Linked DNA regions of Triticum aestivum: region 1 is linked to region 2. Evidence: chromatin contacts called from public Hi-C data. All regions are on one chromosome and are shown on one strand. Each heading gives the region's core, a stretch centred on a gene start, on an enhancer-like site or on the middle of the called end of the contact. The rest is flanking DNA. Distances are from core to core; before and after follow the strand shown.

Region 1 (5,781 bases), core at 1,109-3,608, 160 kb before region 2:
TATGAAGTTCGGCATGAAACAAAAATATGGAAAGATTATCAATTTGATTTTCATGTAAGAATGTAATTAGAAGTTGTATTGATTGAGTTCCAATGCCAATGTAACATGAATCAGTTGTATCAAGATGCATGGGTGTGTTACTTACAAAAACAAACGAGTTTTAGGTACATGAAATACAGTGATGCAGCCAGAATGAAAAAAGCAAGCGACGACAAAAGTGAATGAGATAAATAATCTTCAAGTGCGGCTAGTTAGCGTGGCTTCACCACCAATTTAATATAATTAAAGAAAAATCAAATAATATTTTTGATGACAATTATATTTAAAATAATATATTTTATTATGAATAAAAAATAACATTGTATAACACTGTAGTGGTGAGTGAAATGAAATAATAATTGACAACGAGAGCAAATAATTCAAGAGAAAAATAATAGTGCGTACAACCATGTATAGAAAATCTAGCGCGCAAATGTGCGGCTCATTCTTTTAATCAAACAAGTTGTTTTAGTGAATTAATCAAACAAGCTCTAAGGGATTTTGGATGGGGAGTGCAGTGGTGAAGAGAAACAAACACAAAACAAATTGGGTATCTCTCTTGGGACACAACCTGGTCAATGGAGAAGTGAAAGAAAAAGATATATCAACTTCTCCACTAGGAGGATGAGCTTAGTCCGTAGAATCTAGAATGTGGGAAAGAACTTCATTACCAACCTTTTAAAGGAACTATATATATATATATATATATATATATATAGAGTAGAGGCAATAATAATAAATAATAATAAAATCTAGCCACGCAAATGTGCTTGTGACCCTGCTAGTTTTATATAACCTTTTTTTAGCAAAACCTGGAATATTTTTTATAACATAAAGCAGAGTATGACACCAAGGCGTGAGATAAGCCAAAAAGAAGAAGAAAACAAGAAAGTGAGGAAATTACAAGATGTCACTTAGCCATGATCTACATTGCCCCCTTATTGCTTAATAAAAGTGAAAGTTTGCATCGCTTCTGCTACTACTGCGAGAAGCCAAGAAGAACTACATTGCCCCCTTCAAGCTTTGCACCAGGAACAACTGCTGCAGCGTCGGCGGCGGCACCGAAACCTCTGGTTCCGCCGACAAATACGTTGAGCTGCGAGGACACCACCACGCAGCTGTCCGTCCACAAGCGGAAGCTCCTTCGTCCGCCACCTTGGGGGACAGCTCTTGTAGTGTTTCCGTCCCGATCTGCCGGTAGTGCCGGGAGTACGTCTCGGGCACAAGATGGGGAGTGATATGGCATGCCAATTTCAGAAGCTTGTTCTGGTCCGCAGGCGCATCCGGCGAATCGTTCTGCGGCATGGCGAAGTACACGGCGTCGACTCGAACGATCGGCCACGGCAGCCGCGGCATACCGTCGGTCGCCGCGCATCCCCCGTCCGTGGAGTTGCGGTGACACCTCCATGCCGACGAGACGCACCGCATCGACATGGACGACGCGCTGGTATAGCTCGTTTCCTGCGCCCGCGCCTCCCTGACGAACTCCCTTGCCGTCGCACAGGCGGCGCCGAACTGGGGAGGCAGCAGCTGCAAGGAAGACATGACGATGTCCAAGACGTCAGTGTGCTCGAGCAGTCGGAAGACAACGCAGAGCTTCACGTTCCTCTCCCACGCCGCGCTGTCGTCGCAGGAGAGGAAGAGAACGATCTCCCTGTTGCACGGATGGAGCAGCAGGAGGGCGTCCCGGCTGCCGCTCCGGAGGGAGAACTCCAGCGTCTTCCCTGCAAGCAGCGGCTCTGCAGGAACTTCCATGGACGCCGTCAAGCTCTTCGGACGGCCCCCAAGCTGGACGTACCGGAAGAACTCGTCGGCGACACGCGCTAGCCTCTCGAACCTCCGCACCGTCGCATCGCTCGGATCGCCGTCGTCGTCCTTGCCGCGGCGGAAGGGCAAGAAGCGTGTCGCCGCTCGAGCGACGCGCTTATGAACGGGAACAGCCTTCCTCGCAACCCCATCGCCCCGTTTGCGCTCCGCGGATCTCCTCGTGTGAGCGCGCAGGATGCCATCGCCTTCCTTGGCCACGCGCTTCAGCCTCGCCTTCCAGTCGAGCAATGGTTGGTGAAGTATGCGCCAATCTTCGGAGACGGCGACAACGCTGTGGATCTTCAGCACCGCGAACTTCAGCCTCTCGGCGTTGTCCTCCGCACCCCCATCCTCTCCCGAGTTGCCTGATATGATCGAGAAAATTCTGCTTACAGACTCGCTTGCAACCGCGGATCCTAGTATCGCAGCCATGGGACTTCCTCTGGTAAATCAGAGCTCCTACACTTAGTGATGGCACTTCTTTTTCCCTTGAGAAAATTGTTCGGCGTGTTGGACTGGTAAACCATAAAAATTGTTTACCTGAAAGTCTTCACGTCACTGTTCTGATGGACAAAAATGCGACCCTCGAGAATTGAAAATGACATCGATTATCGTTCAAGGCGTCTTCCTTAGACAATAATGCCGAGCACAAAACAAACCAAGAAAATGGAAAACTAAAAATTTGTTAGAAAGTTGACAGGAGAATAAATTAGGTAAACATGTGGTTGAGTTATCATAAAAGGATAATTCAAGAAAAAGGAGAAATTAGGACATATACAAGCAACTGGTCAGTTACAGAGAAATAAATAAAGTACAAAAAATTTCGCCAAAAAAAATTAAAGTATAAAATAATTATCATCATGAAGAAAAACAATATGACTGTTCAAAATTAGGGGGAAAAAAGAAAATGTACAATGCAAATTAAAAAATGTTTATTATGTGTGCTTAAAATATAATTTTTTTGACTTGAGCTTGTTGTATTCTTATGCCTTCGTTCATTATCATGTTGAATTTTATGCATTTAGTTTTCCCCCAATTTCTTTTCATGGATGCCATCCATATTTCAAGCATTAACAATATTTATATATTTAACTGGACTTCAAAATTAATTTTGGAGATTTTTCTCACTATCTCATGTAAAACTTACGATCTGTCTAGATTGTTTTGATTTCTTTCTAAAAATAGTAATCTTTATTTATATTTCTTATTTACCTTTTTTTAGAAAATCTATATTTTTTTGTTTCACGAAACATTACTTAGAAAAGTTTCTCTGTCTCAGGGAACACTTAAGATCTATTTATGTTTCAATATTTACCCTAAGTTATCATTATTGTTCTGATTTTGTAAAGATATGTCCAAATTTTCATATTTAGCTTGATTTTTTTTTATAAACTTGAGTTTTTTATGCAGACTGGTTTGCCACGTCTGCGAAAAAGTTGACACATCATTCAATACTACTCCCTCCGTTCCTAAATATAGGTCTTTCTAGAGATTTCAACAAGTGACTGCATACGGAGCAAAATGAGTGAATCTATACTCTAAAATATGTCTATATACATCCGTACGTGGTTGTCCATTTGATATCACTAAAAAGACTTATATTTAGGAACGGAGGGAGTAGAATCAAAGGCGTGCTTTGCCGCTGAATTTTTTTTGCTGGTGTTATAAAATTGCAGGATACCAAACAATGGGCTAGCATGCATCGAATCAGTACGGAACCAATTTCTCTGCATAACACGTGTCCATGATGTAATTAACAAAATAAAAATGGTGAAGCACACATGGTCAACCACAACTTGTAATTCACTTGCTTTGTGTACTATATTGAATTTATGAATCAATACACTGGCCAGTATGCGTTGCTCCTATGCTTCCAACACATGCCCCAGACTTCCCTGAAGTTGCATTTCAGGGTTTACCTGGTTTCAGGGATTTCAAGGTTAAAATTATACAAAAATCGACTTGTGTGTGTGTGTGTGTGTGTGTGTGTGTGGGGGGGGGGGGGGGTATTTATCCAGTTGGGTGCTGAAAAATGGACTTCTCGCCACTACAAACAGAGTGAAAAACGTTCAAAAAAAAAGCAGAGTGAAAAAAAAAAATCCAAGGCCAACATACAACAAGAGATCGGTAGCTTTGGTTTTGGCATTTTCTCTGCGCCCCTCCACAGATACTACAAGGAATGGCCAGTTCCTGCATCGCATACATTTCTCAACCCAGTCTGGTTGAGCAAAAACAGGTCCTAATACGCCATCTGCAAGTTATTTGGTTGCCTGCTTCTAATGTCCCTGCATTAGGTAATACGTTAATACACTTTGTTTGGTTGCCTGCATTGGCCCAAGCGGCACATGAACATGGTGTTCGGTTGCATACGACGTACATGTTGTGCTTACCTTGTATCCTAGTTGGTGAGCTATAAGGGCATATTTATCCCTTAGTTGTTTTGATGATTGATGACAATGCTTTTGCGGACTAATCGTGTGTATGGAGTATTTCAGACATATCATGACTAGGCACAAGACGATTTGGTGCCCCTCGAAGACTATTGAAGACGGCGTTTCTCTACGTTTCTTTTTTGGTGGATTTGAGTCGTAGGAAAGCCGCACTATTAAGAGGGGGTCCGCTTTGGAAAGGTTTGGGTGGAATCATCATGTACACGTCTACACCTTTTGCACCACCTTTCCTTTGGCTCTTTGGAGCATCCTCCGTCTCTCCTTATCTATGCGAAATGAAGGACTCCTAGTGTTGTTCAACCTGGGCTTGTGGTAGTACTGCTCTTGGGAGTGGTAGTACCGCAAGCCCTTGAGGTACTACCGGCCTCTAGCGCGGTAGTACCGCAAGTACCCACGGTAGTACCGCACCTTGGGAGCGGTAGTACCGTGGCCTCAGGCCAGGCGCTGCTGCTAGTGCGGTAGTAGGGACGAATGTAATTTTTTACATCCACGCCCTACGCGGTAGTACCACGCCATGGGCGCGGTACTATCGTGCGCTCTGGCTAGGTTCAGCAGCATGAGCGGCAGTAGGGGCGGATGTAATTTTTTACATCCGCGCCCCACGCGGTAGTACCGCTCTAGACAAGAGAAGAAGTCAGAAGGGCAGGTTCTCTTTCATCCGTCTTTTCTAGGTGCGCATCTCCATCTACTAAAAGTAGGGGTGGTTGCCATAGATAGATTGGGTCATTCGTAACCTGAGCAATAACCGATGCTCAGTGGGTATCGAACTGCGAAGCGAGGAAGCTATTTCAATTGAACGGGCTTACTTTCTTACTTGGTTCTTTTGTAGAACAACCTTGGTATGAAGCTAGACGATTCAAACTATATAAGCATAAGCAATTCAAAAATGGAACATTTATTGGCCATAGAGAAACACGTGGGCTCAGTTGGTGAGGACTCAAGAGGCCAAGGATGAAAGGTAGCCATGTTGACAACGTGATCGGGAAAGGCGCGAGGCTTGCGAGTATTATCCCGTGTGCGAGTAATCGTAGGATGAGTGGATTGAGTTGAAAGAGATAAGTTGAACAAGTATGGTCGTCCTTTATTGGGATGTACTATTAAACCAAAATTGGGATTATCCGCAAAAAATTATGGTCCAATATCTTATTCCACGAAGGAAGTATCCTGAAAATCCTTGATTTAGTCTTCTTTTCATTAATCAACAACTTTCTAACATCATCCTGATACATATCAACATTAGAAGTCTTTTTCGTTTTGTCAATATCCAACAGCTTAGCGTAGTAATCGTTCCAGAACTCCTTAATAATACGTGCATTTTGCAAAGATTTCTCATTCTCAATGCTATCATCATATGTCTCGGAACAATAAAATAGAACCTGCATACTTTACCGAAACCAACTCAAATAAGTTCAGGGAGGAAAAGAAGACGGTCATGATAGATTGGTGAATGAGGGGGGCAGCAGTGGGGAATCTTGGACAATGGGCG
Region 2 (6,326 bases), core at 1,381-3,880:
TTTGATTGACCTACTCTTAGAAGTTACTAGAAAACAGCAATATAAAAAATATTGATTGATGAGTTTGCATGTTTGGCAAAATCTGATACTTCCAGTTTCTTACAGATTTTGGCAGGACATTCCAATTTTAGTGATGGTTAGCATGCTTGCATACTTCTGTTTCTTGGAACAACTTCTGGTATGTGTTTGTTGCTTGTTTCTTTACCAGTTCACTTGAATGTAGCTCTACCTTTTTTCCAGTTCTGTGAAAGCCATCTAAATTGCATCTACTCTTTCACTGGAACAGGTTACTGATTTGCAGTCACGTGCACTGGCAATTTCATTGCCTTTCTCATGTGTGTTGGGCCTCCTTTCTTCCATGATAGCATCCACTATGGGTAAGTAAGCATACTCTATTCCTTGGGCCATTTTTGCTACTGCAAGAAGCATTTCCAGCATGACGAACACTAGATATTTTATAATTGAGAATTTGAGATAGTAAACAGGCTTTTCAGTGTTGTCTATGCAGTGAAAGACCAAAATTCTAGTGTTCCACTACTGCGCCTTCCGATTTCTAACTCAAATTAGTGTTGAGTTTGCTGAAAATTTTGAGTAAATCATGAGTTTATAATGTATAACAAGTGTCAATGGTGGCACATTCGACTCCAGTAGTGCTGCAGTTGAACTGTTGCGCCAATTTGCTTAGGGTTATTTATCTGTTATATGTAGTGGACTTGTCAACATTATAATCCGAATCTTCTTTCCTCCTGCAGTGACCAAGAGCTACCTATGGGCCTATGCATCCTTCCAGTTTGCTATCGTGATCCTGTTTGCACATATCTTTTACAACGTGGTATGGAACCTCTTCCTTACTTACATCCGATGCAGATACATAATGTCTGCAACAACTCGTAATGTTATCGCCAATCTTGCAGCTAAGAGTGAATGCAGTCCTTGCGGTCCTACTGTCATCATTCACCGGGTTCGGGATCGCTATCAGTACGAACTCACTGCTAGTTGAGTGCATGAGGTGGAGATCCAGGAGGAGGAGCCAACGGTTGGCTCAGGGTCAACCTCAGCCCGGGAATGAAGGTCAGCATCCAGGATCCGGGAGTAACGCTACGAGCGAAAACTCTGGTGATAGGCAGCAACAGGGGCAGCCTCCACAATCCGGTGTTCACATCGTCTGATCATCCAGGTTTGTTACCGACAAAATATCATAGATCCACTCCATCGCCTCTCTTTTTCTCTAGTGAGAACATTAACTGATCTTTAGAGCTGTGCTTACCACCGCTCTCGCTGTCGGTTTCTGCAGATCAAGACGAGCGGTGATCCAAAATTGTGAATAGCTAGCTTTGATCCGTGCAGTAGTCATAGCTCGTCGGACCTCAGAATCATAATGGTGGCAAGAATAGATACACGGGAGAAGATGTTCCTGGCCTCTGCATCGGAGGCAACATGCCGCCTAGAGTTTGGCCATGGGTATAGTTAGTCTAGCAGTTTGACATAAAATACCTGGTTTTATTGAGTGTAAGCATTTTATATAGGTCTGAGCCTACAAAATCAGAGAAGCAGAGTGCAGAGATGGTGGTTTGTGTTTTACGTAGTAGCCACACAGGAATATAGGCAAATGAGACAATAGTATGCGAGAGCTCCTTAGCTTTGCTTGTGAGAAGCTTTCACGAATTACTGTTTCTTAAAGAGTGAATTTCTTTATTTTTTTAATGGGTGTGACACAATTTGTCTGAATTCACAATATATATATGTGTGTGTGTGTGTGTGTGTGTGTGTGTGTGTGTGTGTGAGAGAGAGAGATGGAGTGTCAGAGTCATGCTCACTTCAACCTGAGATCCTCACATGATGATGATGCAAGAGACTACTCTCTCGGTCCTGCTCTTGAGGTCTTCCAACTTGGTCCAGCAGGCTCTGCTCTGTACATCCGTGTTCAAATGTTGATAATTAAATGTGTGTGCTAAAGGATGTGGTATGTTTTAGCAGATACGTAGAATGCATCATCAAAACAAGCAGCACGCAGAAGGAAGACATATCCAGCTGCTTGTTTCTCATATGGTGCTTCAGTAGTCATATGGTGCTTCAGAAGGAGAGCATCGTTCCGTGTTATGATTATTGAAAAAAAAAACTATGGGCATCATCTCCGAACGATGCTCTCCCAGTCTCCCTGTATCAATCAAATAATGGGGCGATTCAGTACTCATGGTAGAGCGCCTTTGGTGTACTGACACTTGAAGCGGTGTGTTTGAATCGGGCGCATCGCCGCTGCTTCACATGACCAGGCAGACCCTCCGGGAGCAGGGAGTCTTTTCTGGCATGTGGCAACACCTTCGTGTTTTTTTTTCTGAAACATTTTGTCACATTTTTGTAAGCAAAGCTAACAAATGGATGGCCTAATGACACTGAGTAGAAATGAATGGATGAAATGCCGTTTTCCCTCGTCGAAGACGCGTCGGGTTTGTAACTCTACCGTGGCCATGTCGCCGCGTTGGAACGTGACTTTAGTGTATTCCTCAGTGTCACGCATGGTTTGTCGGTATTTCGCGACGAGCTCCGGTCACTGAATCACGACGGGTCGATCGACGCAGGTGAAACAAACTCGGTTTCGACCGCGCGGATCGATTTCGGACACCACGGCTCCACTAGACGCCGTAGACAAAGACCCACCGATATCGCTCAGTTCCGGGCACCGCCGCCGTCTTTAAGCTGTCCCTCGCCGCTCGTCCTCTATCCCCTCGTGCGCGGCGCAACCAACCCGAGCCTACCCCACCACGCGATGCCCTGCTCGCTGGTGGGCACGTTCCGCAGCGAACCCACCGCCCGCGGGGCCTTCCGTTCGGTGACAGCGGCGCACGGGCACGCCGCACGCGGTAGGCTCCTCCATGGACCGCGCCGAGGGGCCGCCGATCGCGCGGTGAGATCCCGACCACCCCCACCCGCTGCTCCCCGTAGCTCCATCCGGTATTCCTGCCTGCTGTTTTTCTCCTGCGGCGCTCGGCTGATTGCGTGTTCCCGTAAAATCCGGCGCCTAACTTCTTCGATTAATCTGCCGTTCAATTTTGTTTGCCCCTGCTCGATCGGGAGATGCGGGCTTTGGCTTTGAATCGTGGCTGCGTGCGTTTAATCACCTAGCAAACCACACTGGACATTTGGATCTTTGTCTATACTAGGTCACCAGCACGCAGGACATACAAAGATGCCTGGAAAACTAAACATGACAGGAGCAAAGCAAACGACCTACACGAGCTTGACTCTCCCTTCTCCGAGGAGGAGGTCATCGAGGCAATAAATAGCATGCCTAGCGACAAGGCGTCTGGGCTGGATGGCTTCACCGGCCTCTTCCTCAAGAAGTGTTGGGCATCATCAAACACGACCTCATGAGGGTGATTCAATGCTTTGACTCCCTCCACACAATAAATCTTCACTCACTCAACTCTGCGAATGTTGTGCTGCTTCCAAAAAGGATGGAGCGGAGAGCATCGTCGATTATAGACCCATCAGTCTCATTCATGGAATCGCCAAGATCATTGCGAAAGTGCTTTCCATAAGGCTCGGACCGCACATGTCCATCCTCGTCTCCAACGCTCAAAGTGTTTTCATCAAAACACAGAGCATGCACGACAACTTCATGTATGTTCGAAACCTCGCGTGGCGCCTTCACAAGAGCAAGGCCCCCTCCCTGCTATTCAAGTTGGACATTCACAAGGCCTTTGACTCTGTCAAATGGGAGTATTTGCTTGACCTCCTTCAGAGACGAGGTTTCCCAAGCAAATTTTGAGAGTGGATTGCGGCACTTCTATGTTCCTCATCTTCGAGGATCCTCTTGAATGGGGTACCTGGTGCTCCCATCAAGCACGGCCAGGGGCTACGGCAAGGGGACCCATCTCTCCACTCTTGTTTGTCATAGCTATTGACCCCCTACAACGTATCTTCGACATAGCGACAAAAAAGGGGCTGCTTCATAAGCTCCGAGGGAGAGGTGTCATGGTGTTTGTAGCTCCGATTAAAAGTGATGTGGACGACGCAGCCGTGTTTGTAGCTCCGATTAAAAGTGATGTGGACAACCTTGCGACTATTCTGAGAGGCTTTGGGGATGTCACCGGTCTGTGCACCAATTTCCATAAGAGCTCGATGGTTCCGATTCGGTGCGGTAACCTTGACTTGGGGCAAATCACCCAAGGGCTGCCGGCTGTTAGGGCCTCCTTCCCGCTGCGATATTTGGGCCTACCACTCTCTGTGTGGAAGCTAAAGCTCGTTGACTTGCAATTCCTTGTGGACAAGGTGGCAAGCAGATTGACAACATATGAGGGCCAGAACATCACCACCATTAGGCGCACGACTCTTGTCAAGTCGGTGCTCGCTTCCCAAGTGATCTACTTCATCACGCCGCTTGTCATACAGCCCACGATCCTTCAAAACATTGACAAGCTTGAGAGGGCCTTCCTATGGTCTGGGTCAGATAAGACAACCGGGGCAAACTGCAAGGTCAACTGGGACATTGTTAGTCGGCCGCTTGCTTATGGTGGGCTTGGGGTCCTCAACACCAATAAGTTCGAGCAGGCTTTGAGACTGCGATGGCCTTGGTATGAATGGAAGGAGCCAACAAAATTGTGGGTTGGGAGAGGTAACCCGTGTGATGAGGAAGATCTCAACTTCTTCTATGCTAGCACCACAATCGAGGTCGGGAATGGGGCGAAGACACCCTTCTGGGAATCCCCTTGGCTTCTTGGGCGCAAGCCCAAGGACATTGCTCCTCTCATCCACGAGTCTTCATCGCGGAAACATTGGAAGGTACGAGAGGCCCTCAAGGAAAATGCGTGGATCCTCAAAATCAGTCCACCTGCGATTGTTTCCACCGAACATGTAATACAATTCTTCACCCTTTGGATGCTTCTGCATGAGGTGCATCTTGGTGAGCTTGCTGAGGACGACATATGTGACGCCCCCGCGCGACCGTACACTAATCATACACGCAAATGTGTACGATCAAGATCAGAGACTCACGGGAAGATATCACAACACAACTCTAGACACAAATAAAATAAAACAAGCTTCATATTACAAGCCAGGGGCCTCGAGGGCTCGAATACAGAAGCTCGAAAGACAAGAGTCAGCGGAAGCAACAATATCTGAGTACATACATAAAGTTAAACAAGACTGCCTTAAGAAGGCAAACACAAAAGCAACAACGATCGAAGAGGCAAGGCCTCCTGCCTGGGACCTCCTAACTACTCCTGGTCTTCGGCGGCCTCCATGTAGTAGTATCCAACGGCGGTGGCATCTGGCTTCAGGGATCCACCATCTGGTTGCAACAACCGGAAAGAAGAAAGAACGGGAAAGGACACAACTAGAGAAGGACTCGCCAACGCAGACTCTGCACAACAGCAAAGCCCAACCATCCACACCACCGCCCACCGGGTGTGCCCACCAAAAAACTCTCCAAAAAGAATGCTTGCAGCAAAGTAAGGCCACCAAGGCCGTCCCATTGCCAATTCGACAAGGCGGATCTAGATTTTCACCCGAAAAAAGGATCCCAAAGGCACGAGGGTGATAGATCTCCTCGGTGATGTGTTCAAGAAGGAAAAACAACCCCAGATGGTGCCATCACCGACATCAAGCAGACTTTTGTCCAAAGAATCCGCACTACCACCAGCCGACCAAACATCACCTCGCCCCCCCCCCTCCCGAGCACCTTATGCAACGGCACCCCACACCGCTCCAAAAGCGACCACATGCGCCCAAACATAGGACCGGACGCGGATAGATTGGGCCCGTTCGCCTGCTCGCAACCACCACTGTCCACCCGCCGAAGGCCAAAGTCTCCTCCCAAGACATCACTGCATAGCCGGCCCGAGGCAGAGTCATCGCCGAGTCACCTGTGCCCGACATCGACCCGGACGGGCCCATATCTGGCTCGTCCACCCACATCCTCTGTCGTGCGTTCACAGGAGGAAGGCATAGTCGCCGCAGCCTTAGCGTTGCACCTCCGGCGGCCACGTCCACCACCAGTCTCGGCTGAAACCGGCCCGAGATCCGAGAGCCAGCCGATGGTCGAGGACATGCCTCCGCGAGCCTCCTTTCCCTAGGAAGAACGCTCGGCCGCCGCCATCATCGAAGCCGACCAGGCTTCGCCGATGAGCCCCTAAGGCGGCAGCGAGTGAAGGAAGGGAGGGGAGGCTCGAGAGGGGATGGAGTACGAAAGGCATCCTTAATCGCGGTTGCGTTGGACGGATCTTTTTGGCAACTTCGATTGCTATTGGAAGATCGGTATTTTTCTCTTGATATTTTTCTTTTACGAAAGCAGTTTTCCTTAATTTTGATAAACGAGTTTCTCT

The links. Hi-C and Micro-C count contacts between places; a contact is called where the count stands out from the background.
Region 1: a Hi-C map of leaf shows a contact between it and region 2, with 3 times the contacts expected there. The contact joins the promoter of LOC123167028 here to the promoter of LOC123167294 in region 2. A contact is called at or near these places in 5 of 5 Hi-C or Micro-C datasets (leaf, root and an unstated tissue) and 1 of 1 datasets of contacts at active chromatin or transcription factors (leaf).

The regions. Positions count from the first base shown.
Region 1 is chr7D:572,832,087-572,837,867 of IWGSC CS RefSeq v2.1, reverse strand. LOC123167028 reads right to left here and starts at 2,358. Exons shown (of 1, transcript XM_044584867.1): 1 at 832-2,358. The coding sequence starts at 2,277. The coding sequence ends at 1,042.
Region 2 is chr7D:572,669,435-572,675,760 of IWGSC CS RefSeq v2.1, reverse strand. LOC123167294 reads left to right here and starts at 2,630. Exons shown (of 7, transcript XM_044585131.1): 1 at 2,630-2,905. The coding sequence starts at 2,768. It overlaps LOC123167295, which reads left to right. Exons shown (of 9, transcript XM_044585132.1): 5 at 106-178; 6 at 287-377; 7 at 753-832; 8 at 915-1,177; 9 at 1,295-1,704. The coding sequence ends at 1,169.